Regions from separate parts of the Mustela erminea genome. Here region 2 is linked to region 1. The links are chromatin contacts, called in public Hi-C maps. All regions are on one chromosome and are shown on one strand. The core of a region is the stretch at or near the end of the contact, and the rest is flanking DNA. Distances in the headings are between cores, read along the strand shown.

Region 1 (4,115 bases), core at 493-2,992:
GTGGGTAGAGAAGCAAGCCTTTAGGTCACTTCTCGGCACTGTGGGTGTCAGAGGCTCGTCTAAGAAAACCCAGTCCTGGAACTAGCAGTTCCCATGATGGGTTGTCAACTGCCTTCCTGGGTCCCCCAGGCCTCTGTGACGAGCTGTCCACCTGCCCCTCCACTGTCAGGCCCCCTCTAAGCGTTTCAGGGTTATGCTCCCTGGTTCCCTCAAAGCAGGATGATATTTGGCACCAGTGGACAAAATTCTCAGTTGGGCAGTGAATCCCTAGACGCTTACCATCCTGCCTGCTTAGGAGGAGGAGAACAGAGAGGGCATGGAGCAGGAGGGGAGGACACAGGGTGAAAGTTCCAGAAGTCCAGCAACCTTTCACCCCGTCCCAATGACAGGAAGCTGAATCTAAAAGGAAACTCCTTAGATGCCTGGGGAAAAGCTGGTTAGGGAAGTAAAGAGTTACTGGAATGTTGAATGCTGTGAAGGAATCTGTCAGATGAGAAAGGAAAAGGAAAGTGGTTATCCAGGACAAAGGGCATGAGTTTTCAGTCTACTATTCATCATGACCGGAGAGGGACTGTTGACCAGATTATTTCATTCCACAGGTACGGAGGGAAAGACTTGTTACTTTTTTGTGTGCAGTGGGTTCCTCCCCACCTTGTGGACTGTTCTCATCCTGCAAGGCTGGGGGAACTCAATTCCAAGCACTCAGTGTGGTGAGAAGGTGAGGGCTTTGAAGCCAGAACACCCGGTTTCAAGCTGTTGCTCCCCTCTGACCCACACGTGACCCTGAGACCTCAAATTCCTCACCTGAAAATAAAAGCAATTGCTACCTCCAGGCTGCAGTGAGCAGTCTTGGGAGAACATGTGTGAGGAGGCTTCTCATAAAGAAGGGAACCTCACAGCTACTGGTCACTTGTTCTTTCTTTCTTTTTTTCTTTTTTCTTTTCTATTTATTTACTTGAGAGAGAGTGAGAGAGTGAGAGAGAGAGCATGAGAGGGGAGAGGATCAGAGGGAGAAGCAGACTCCCCTCCAAGCAGGGATCCTGACGTGGGACCCCAGGCAGTCACCTAACCAACTGAGTGACCCAGGCGCCCTCACTTGTTATTTCTAATCTGTAGGAACTCTAACTTCTCTCCAGGCCAACTAGCATTGTCTCATTATCAGCAAAGAGAAAGATAGCGATTTATCAAGGCCTTTTATCATCTTTGGGGATTTAAAGGTTTTAAAGCCTGAAGAAGAGCCAAGTGCTTTGCTCTCTCACGTGTTCCTCCCCATCCCCAGCATCTTGCGGGGAACATGGGCCTTTTTGGGGAAAGGCCACCATCAGGCCCCAGCCAGCCCCTGGGGAGCAACATGGGGGACACTGAGCTCATACACACTCCCCCTTCCAGTCTAGGGCTGCAGTAGGCACTTTTTTCTTCGTAGTCCACTTGCTCCATTAAAATGGTATCTAAAATTAAATTTTATGACAAATTGATATAAAAATGGGTACGATCCAGGCGGGGCCCATTACTGCATATTCATCAGGATTACTTTTTAGGATTTAATAGAAATTTACTTTAAAAGAAATGCATGCTGAGGAGCACTTTGGGCACTAGGGGGCAGCACGAGTTCACGAGATGCTTATGGGGCCCCCGGTGGAGGGGCGGCCTGGTAAATAATGGGGAAAGACAGAGCAATGACTCCCACCGCTGACTCACAAAGGGCTTTTGCTTCTCACAGAGTGTTATGTTCGCTCCTCACATCAGCCCCAGGAAGCAGGCGGGTGGGGCTGGAGTTACTGCCCCACTTGGGACAGAGAAGGAAGGCTCACCCTGGGAGGCCCCGTGGGGCGCTGGGTCACACGGTGGCAGAGGCGGGCCCAACTAGAATTTCCTGGCTCCTCCTGCCATGCTTCTCTTTCAGATGTTGAGCTGGGCTGGATACTGAGCAGACAAGGGTAGGACCAGAAGGCCAAACTCAACCTCCAACCCCCACGCCTCCCCTGCCACCACTCCTCACCCCCAACTCTCTGGGAAGCAGCAGCCCTCCTTCTGAATCCAGGCAGAGGAGACCCAACATTCCAGACCCAGGCCCTACCCCCAAGCTCCCTGGGGACCAAATGTGCCTTTGTTCATTCCCTAGGCCCCGCTGATCCACTGGCCAGCCAGGAGCAGGCCTCTTAGGTGGGAGAGACATTCACTCTGCTCCATGAAGGGTAAGCAATGCCAGAAGCATACAAAAGGCATTCACTGTGCAAAGGCTAAAGGAAGAAATAAGCACTAGAGAGGCACCGAGTGCCTGGCAAAGGCACACAGCAGAGAAGGAAAGACCAGAAACAAAAGCAAACAGAGCACAGGCAGGAGATGATGGGATCTTGGAGGCTGCTTTCCCACGTCCCAGGGGGAACACCCAGCCCGTGGCCTGATGGAGAGCGCCAGCTATGCTTGAACAATAGGCCTTTCTCTCTTCTCGGCAGCTAAGCACACACCCAGGAGGAAGAGAGCCTGGCTTGTGCAGGCCAACTCTGCACTGGGATCTGGACTGAAGGGGAAGCTAGTTTACAACACAGATAATTTGTGTTCAGTTTCCTCCTTTCAAGGTGAGGGCAGTGCCTGAGCCCATGTGATAAATAAAAGGTAGATTTCTTTGCTGGACAAGCAGAAAAGGGTGGTTCACTTTTTCAGGGGAAACACGAGAACCCAACTGAATGGATGTGGCAAAAGTCCACAGAGTTCCAGAGAGCATCTTTGTGATTCAAAGGAGCCAAGAAGGTTCTGGAAACAAGAAGTTCCTGGTAAAGTGTGGCCAGGGCTGAGGCAAGGGGACACAGCATTATGGGGACCCTGGGGGCTCCAGATGCTCCAAGGACAGAGGTGACATCCATCCACCAAACAGCATCTGTCCTCAAGGTCACCAAATAGGCAGGAATCTCTCCCTATGTCAACAGAGTGACACCAGTACTCGTCTGGCAGGCCCACCTCAAGGAGCAATGACGACAGGCTTATTGCATGGATGAAGAGTCACAGTTCAGTTGCTGAGTCTCCACAGTCCAACCCCTGACTTCCCAGGGATTGGTGGGGAGAGGTGACAGTCCAGCCCAGGTTGGGAGGAGAGGGGCTGAAAAACCTGCTCAAGAAAGGACAGGAACCCTCATCAGAGTGCCAGGGCATTCATGAAGCTATGTATTCAGTACTCTCCTGGGAGGGAGCAGATATGGCAGTTGCGAGCCACGGGGAAAGACTTATCCATAGAAGGCTTGCCGCCAGGGGCAGGCTGAGCCAGACCCGCTGTATTTAAGAACTCCATGATAGAGGGTGATTGACTTTCAGAACTGAAAAGGACTTTTAGGATGGCTGCTCTGATCTCCTCACATTGGCACAGGAAGGGACTTTGGAGGAAAGAGTCAAATGCCAAGGTGGCCCAAAAGGATGGTGTGACTTGCTAAAGGCCCCACAGAACCTCAGGGAACAGGAAGAAGCAGCCCCAGCTTCCTGATTTATGGCCCAGAGCTCTTGCTGGTAAATGACACTATCTTGAAAGCAGAAAGTAAAGGGGACCTAGAGGAGTCCTGGGGAGCTGGGTGTTTCATTGGGCCGAGACTCATCGGGCCAAGGATGCAAAATGAACCTTAACTTTGAAGCCAGACTAGAGAAGGAAGTAGGCCACTAAAACACTGCAATTTATCAGAGAAGGTGGAAAATCAAAACGCACAAACCAGCTCAAGATCACATGACAAGGGAAGGTTGCTGGGAAGGACTTGTGTGACACAGTGTTTGAGGTTTCTTCCATCTCCCTGTTCTGAGGGCTGCTGCTCTAAGAGCCTAAGGCTCTGAGGAGCTAGGAAGGAGTCTGTGTGCTGACTTGAGAGGGGAAATACGGAGGGCTGTGACTCATGCCCCTGCAGCTTCCCTGGGCCACTCCAGCAGCTCTGAGTCAGCAGCCATGTCTGAGATTGGCACCATTGCTCAAGGCCTTCTATGGTGACTCAGCAGAAGGGGACAGGACGATGAATTGCTCTGCTGGGAGAGGCTGGTCAGCCAGAACCTCCCACCTGTGGCATCTAGGTCCCTGCTCTGGGAGGAAAGCAGAAGCCTGCTTGCCGTCCTCTGAGGCTCCCATGGTGCAGGCTGTCGGA
Region 2 (4,115 bases), core at 883-3,382, 420 kb after region 1:
TTCATAATGAACAAACTCAGAAATAAACAAAAACACAGTACAGTTAACCCCTGAACTAGGCCAGAGTGGGGACAGTTCAGGGAACTCACCCCTGGAAAAATCCGCTTTTAACTTCTTGCCTCTCGAAAAACTTAACTACTAATAGCCTACTGCCGACCAGAATTAACAAGCTGATTAACACGTTCTGTGTTATATGTATTATATACTGTATTCTTAAACAAAGTAAGCTAAAGAAAAGAAAATGTTATTGAGAATATCGCAGGAAAGAGAAAACATGTTCATAGTACTGTACAAATTCCGCATATAGGCGACCCCGGAAAGTTCAAATCCCTGTTCTTCAATGCTCAACTGTATATAACCAGGTGTTAGTGCACACGGTAAGTACAAAAGAAAAAGGCGGAAAGAGTTCAGTGTGAGCTGGCATTGTTAGGGAAAGCTTCACAAGGAGGGACTTGACATAAGACATAAATCAACTGGAAAGCAGCCAAGCCAGGCGTTATTATTCATCACTTGGTGATCTTGCCTCAAGGCACAATTGGCACAGATTGTGGTATTCCCTCTCCACCACACTAAATCCGCTTGTGTCTTCCCTCGCGTGTCTATGCGCGCACGCGCGCGGTCACACACTCACACACACACGACATTCCTCTCACCTCCAATCAAGGGAAAAGAGACACTGGAGGTGTATATACACACACACACATACACACAGACTATAACTTTTCTTGTTATTGCCCTCCGCCAGGCTCTGAAAGAAAGCAGAGAACTGAGGAGTGGCTGGAGTGGGGAAGTCACTAGAACCTAGTTCCTCAATTAGTTTGCATAACAGAAAAATAAAGACTGGAAGGACACTTCCTCCGGTCCCCCGCTGCAGGGACCTACCGCTCCACCCCTCGCCTCGTGATGTCCCCAGTCCTCCGGGACTCCCGGCCCCTGGCACCGAGCGCGGACACCACCATCTGCAAACTCAGGACTCCTCGTCGACCAGCCGCGACGCGACACCGGGACGCCGAGCCCGGGTCCGAGAGACGCCTCCTGCCGGCCGCGGCGGTTTTCGCAGCTCCGCCCCCCGGGCCGGGCCAACTCCGCTCAGCGCACCGCAGCTGAGGCGCCGCCGGGCTCGGCCAATTCCCGGCGTTCCGAAGCATCCCACCCCCTCAATGGCCCTCGGCAGGCACCGGAGCGCCCCCCGAACCCTAGCTGCAGCCTGGTCCCAACGAGCGCCCCCCGCCCCGCCCAGGCTTCCCTCCATCCCAGAAGCCCCTCACGGCGCCTTCCACAGTTAATTTCTTCCTCGCCTCCTCAACCGACCTTCCCGACAGGATCGTCCTGCCAGTCTCGGAGGCTCCAGAAAGGAGCCGAGAGGTGCAAGGGGAAACGCGGTCGGCGGCTCTCGGGGTGGCGGCCAGGAAACAGGCGAACACTTCTGCGCCTTCAAAGTTGATCTGAAAACAGCCTGCAAACTTCTGGGCTGCAGCCGGAATGCGGGTCTGCCGGAAGGCTCCCCTCAGCTGCCGTGCCCGGCGCCTCGATCTGCGAACTGCTCCTCCGCCTCAGAGCGCTCGGGGTCCGCCCGGCGGGGGAGGCCGCATAGACGCGCCCCCCGCGCCCACCCAGACCAAGTGGGAACCCGGAGACGCCGGCGACCGCGACTAAACCCTTCAGTGTCTCCCTCCGATTTATACACCTGCCCGAGGCCGTAAGTGATTAGTAAGTGTAAGCCAATCCCATCCCGATACTGACTGGATCCGAATGAATTCGGCAGGAAGAAAACGCACAGTCTAAATATCAATCACCCTAGATCCCCCGAAAGGCTGCGAGGCCGGCGCCACCGTCCGCGCCCGCCATCCCAGCTAGGGTCTCTCGCCCGCCCCTCAGAGCCCACCCGGAGCCCTTCACCTGATCGAGCAGCCTGAGAGAAGCGACCGCAGGAGCCGAGTCGCCGCCGCACCGCCGGCTCGCTGGTAGCGTCCGCGCGGGAGGATTGGCGCGGAGAGCGGGCTTGGGCGTCTAAGGGTCGCAGGCCGGAGACGCGACGAGCAGCGCACGGGCCATTCCGCCGCCGGGAGTGCAGAAAGCCGCGACCGCACTGCCGAACCAGCTCTCTCGCCTGTCACCGGGAGCTCTGCTTTAAAGTGGCTTCCGGTCGCCTCTTCTCGGCTGTCCCGTCGCGGAGGCGGAGCCTGAGCAGCGGGGGAAGAGGGGTGGGGTGAGAGGGCCCGGCGCTCAGTGGGTGCCGCTCAGGAGGCCCGCCCCACGTGCGCGTGCGCGCTCGCTTGCAGGGAGGCGCGCGAAGTGTGCGTGCGATGGCCGCGTGTTCCCGCGAGGGGGCGTGTCCTTCCGCGCGCCGGCTGGGTACCGGCGAGTCCAGGTCTGCGCGCGTTGGGGAGCGCGCGGCTGTGAGGAGGGGAAGTGTGGGCCGCGTGGGGCAGACTCTACGTGCCCGCAAACACACGGAGGATCACTGGGTTCCGAGGAAACCCGGGCACCCGAGAGAGGATGTGAGACAGAACGAGCCGTTTCTGTGCGGTTGGCTTTATTTGCCTCCTCACAAAACGCCTCTTGCCCTTGACGCCGCGGGACCCCGACAGGAGGCAAACGGCTGCTACAGCCGCTGTGGCCAGACGGGGTCGCCCGCCCCAAGCCTGACGGATGGCCCGCCGCGCACCCGAGTCGGCAGCCGGTCCGCCGCGGTCGCTAGCGCGCCAGTTTCAGGGGGAACGTAGCCTGACAGAAGGGAAACTCGGCTTTGGGGCTTTGACAGTAGAAGCGCGAATCTGTTCTAGAAAGCTTTTAAGTACCGTAATGACTAATTTATTCATTCAACAAATGTTTGTCGAGTGTCTGTTGCGTGCCAGGCATGCAACTAGGTTTAGGCTACAGCCCTGATTAACTCGGACGCCATGCCTCTTTTCATGGAACTTGCAGAACACCATGTATTCGTGTTTAAAATATACACTGCATGTGAATTTGCTATAGTTTCTGGACTATAAAATGTCTTGGTCTATAAAAGTCTTTGCTATAGTTTCTGGACTATAAAATGCCCTTCCTATATTGAATTTCAGTGATGGAAGTAGAGGCACTACGTTAGATTCATATAATCACTATTATATCGGAGGAGAAAGACCCTTTTGCTCAAAGTTAATTATGGCTGGGTGCCTGGGTGGCTCAGTGGGTTAAGCCGCTACCTTCGGCTCAGGTCATGATCTCAGGGTCCTGGGATCGAGTCCCGCATCGGGCTCTCTGCTCAGCCGGGAGCCTGCTTCCCTCTTTCTCTCTCTCTCTGCCTGCCTCTCTGCCTACTTGTGATCTCTCTGTCAAATAAATAAATAAAATCTTAAAAAAAAAAGTTAATTATGGCTATATCCCCCAGTAGCTGGCAGAAAAGGAGAAGGGAACACTGCTTGCGAAGAGATGCTCTCTGCCGGTGGCCTGAAATCTAAACCGACTGAATTCCATAATTCGGAGAGTTTCTGGGTTGAAAAAGCCAACTATTCCCTTACAAAACATGAAAGCCTGTAAAAATAGTAGCTAAGCAGCAGCAGTAGTAGAGATAATGGTTTCGAGCTTTCTTAAACTCTTCAAAACCAGATTGGGTGAAACACCAGCAGAAAATAGATTAAGGGTAGTACCTCCCCAGCGGCTTATTTCAAATTGCATCAAGTCATGGCCATTCAACTAAGATAGTAATGATATGGACAAAATTCAGACACTAATAGGTAAGATAGAATTTTCAGGCTTAACAGCTGTATTAAGACAGTATCTTGGTCTGTGCCTACCCCTACATAGAGTTACCTAGAAGCAAGTATCTAAGTTTAAATCTACCATTTTTACTATTTGGTCTTTGTCTCAATCTGTTCTATGGTCCTTAGATTTCATGCCTTCTTTTGGATTAAATATTTTTAATTCTATTCTCTCCCACCAGTAAGTTATACATTATTTTTATTTTCGTAGCAGTTCAGTTATTTATTGCTGTGTACAAACCACCCCAAAACTTAGTGATTTAGAATAACAGTTCTTATTTGCCCATGATTCTGGATTCTCTGGCTTTGGAATTCAGACAGTGCATAGTGCATGTGGCTCAGTTCTGCTTGGTGATGCCTAGGGTCTCAACT

Evidence for each region. A called contact is a pair of places that touch in the nucleus more often than the background predicts.
Region 2: a contact with region 1 is called in a Hi-C map of spleen, with 2.9 times the contacts expected there. The contact joins the promoter of TIPARP here to the enhancer-like site in region 1. A contact is called at or near these places in 2 of 3 Hi-C or Micro-C datasets (fibroblasts and spleen).

Annotation. Positions count from the first base shown.
Region 1 is chr1:138,398,154-138,402,268 of mMusErm1.Pri, forward strand. No RefSeq gene overlaps it. Among named protein-coding and RNA genes, the nearest start is that of CCNL1, 32 kb to the left of the region's middle. Within about 2 kb of position 1,743, the one cell type or tissue checked has open chromatin away from gene starts, as enhancers often do. A contact at or near this core is called in fibroblasts, where this site is marked.
Region 2 is chr1:138,821,018-138,825,132 of mMusErm1.Pri, forward strand. TIPARP (protein mono-ADP-ribosyltransferase TIPARP) reads right to left here and starts at 2,133. Exons shown (of 6, transcript XM_032343991.1): 1 at 1,900-2,133.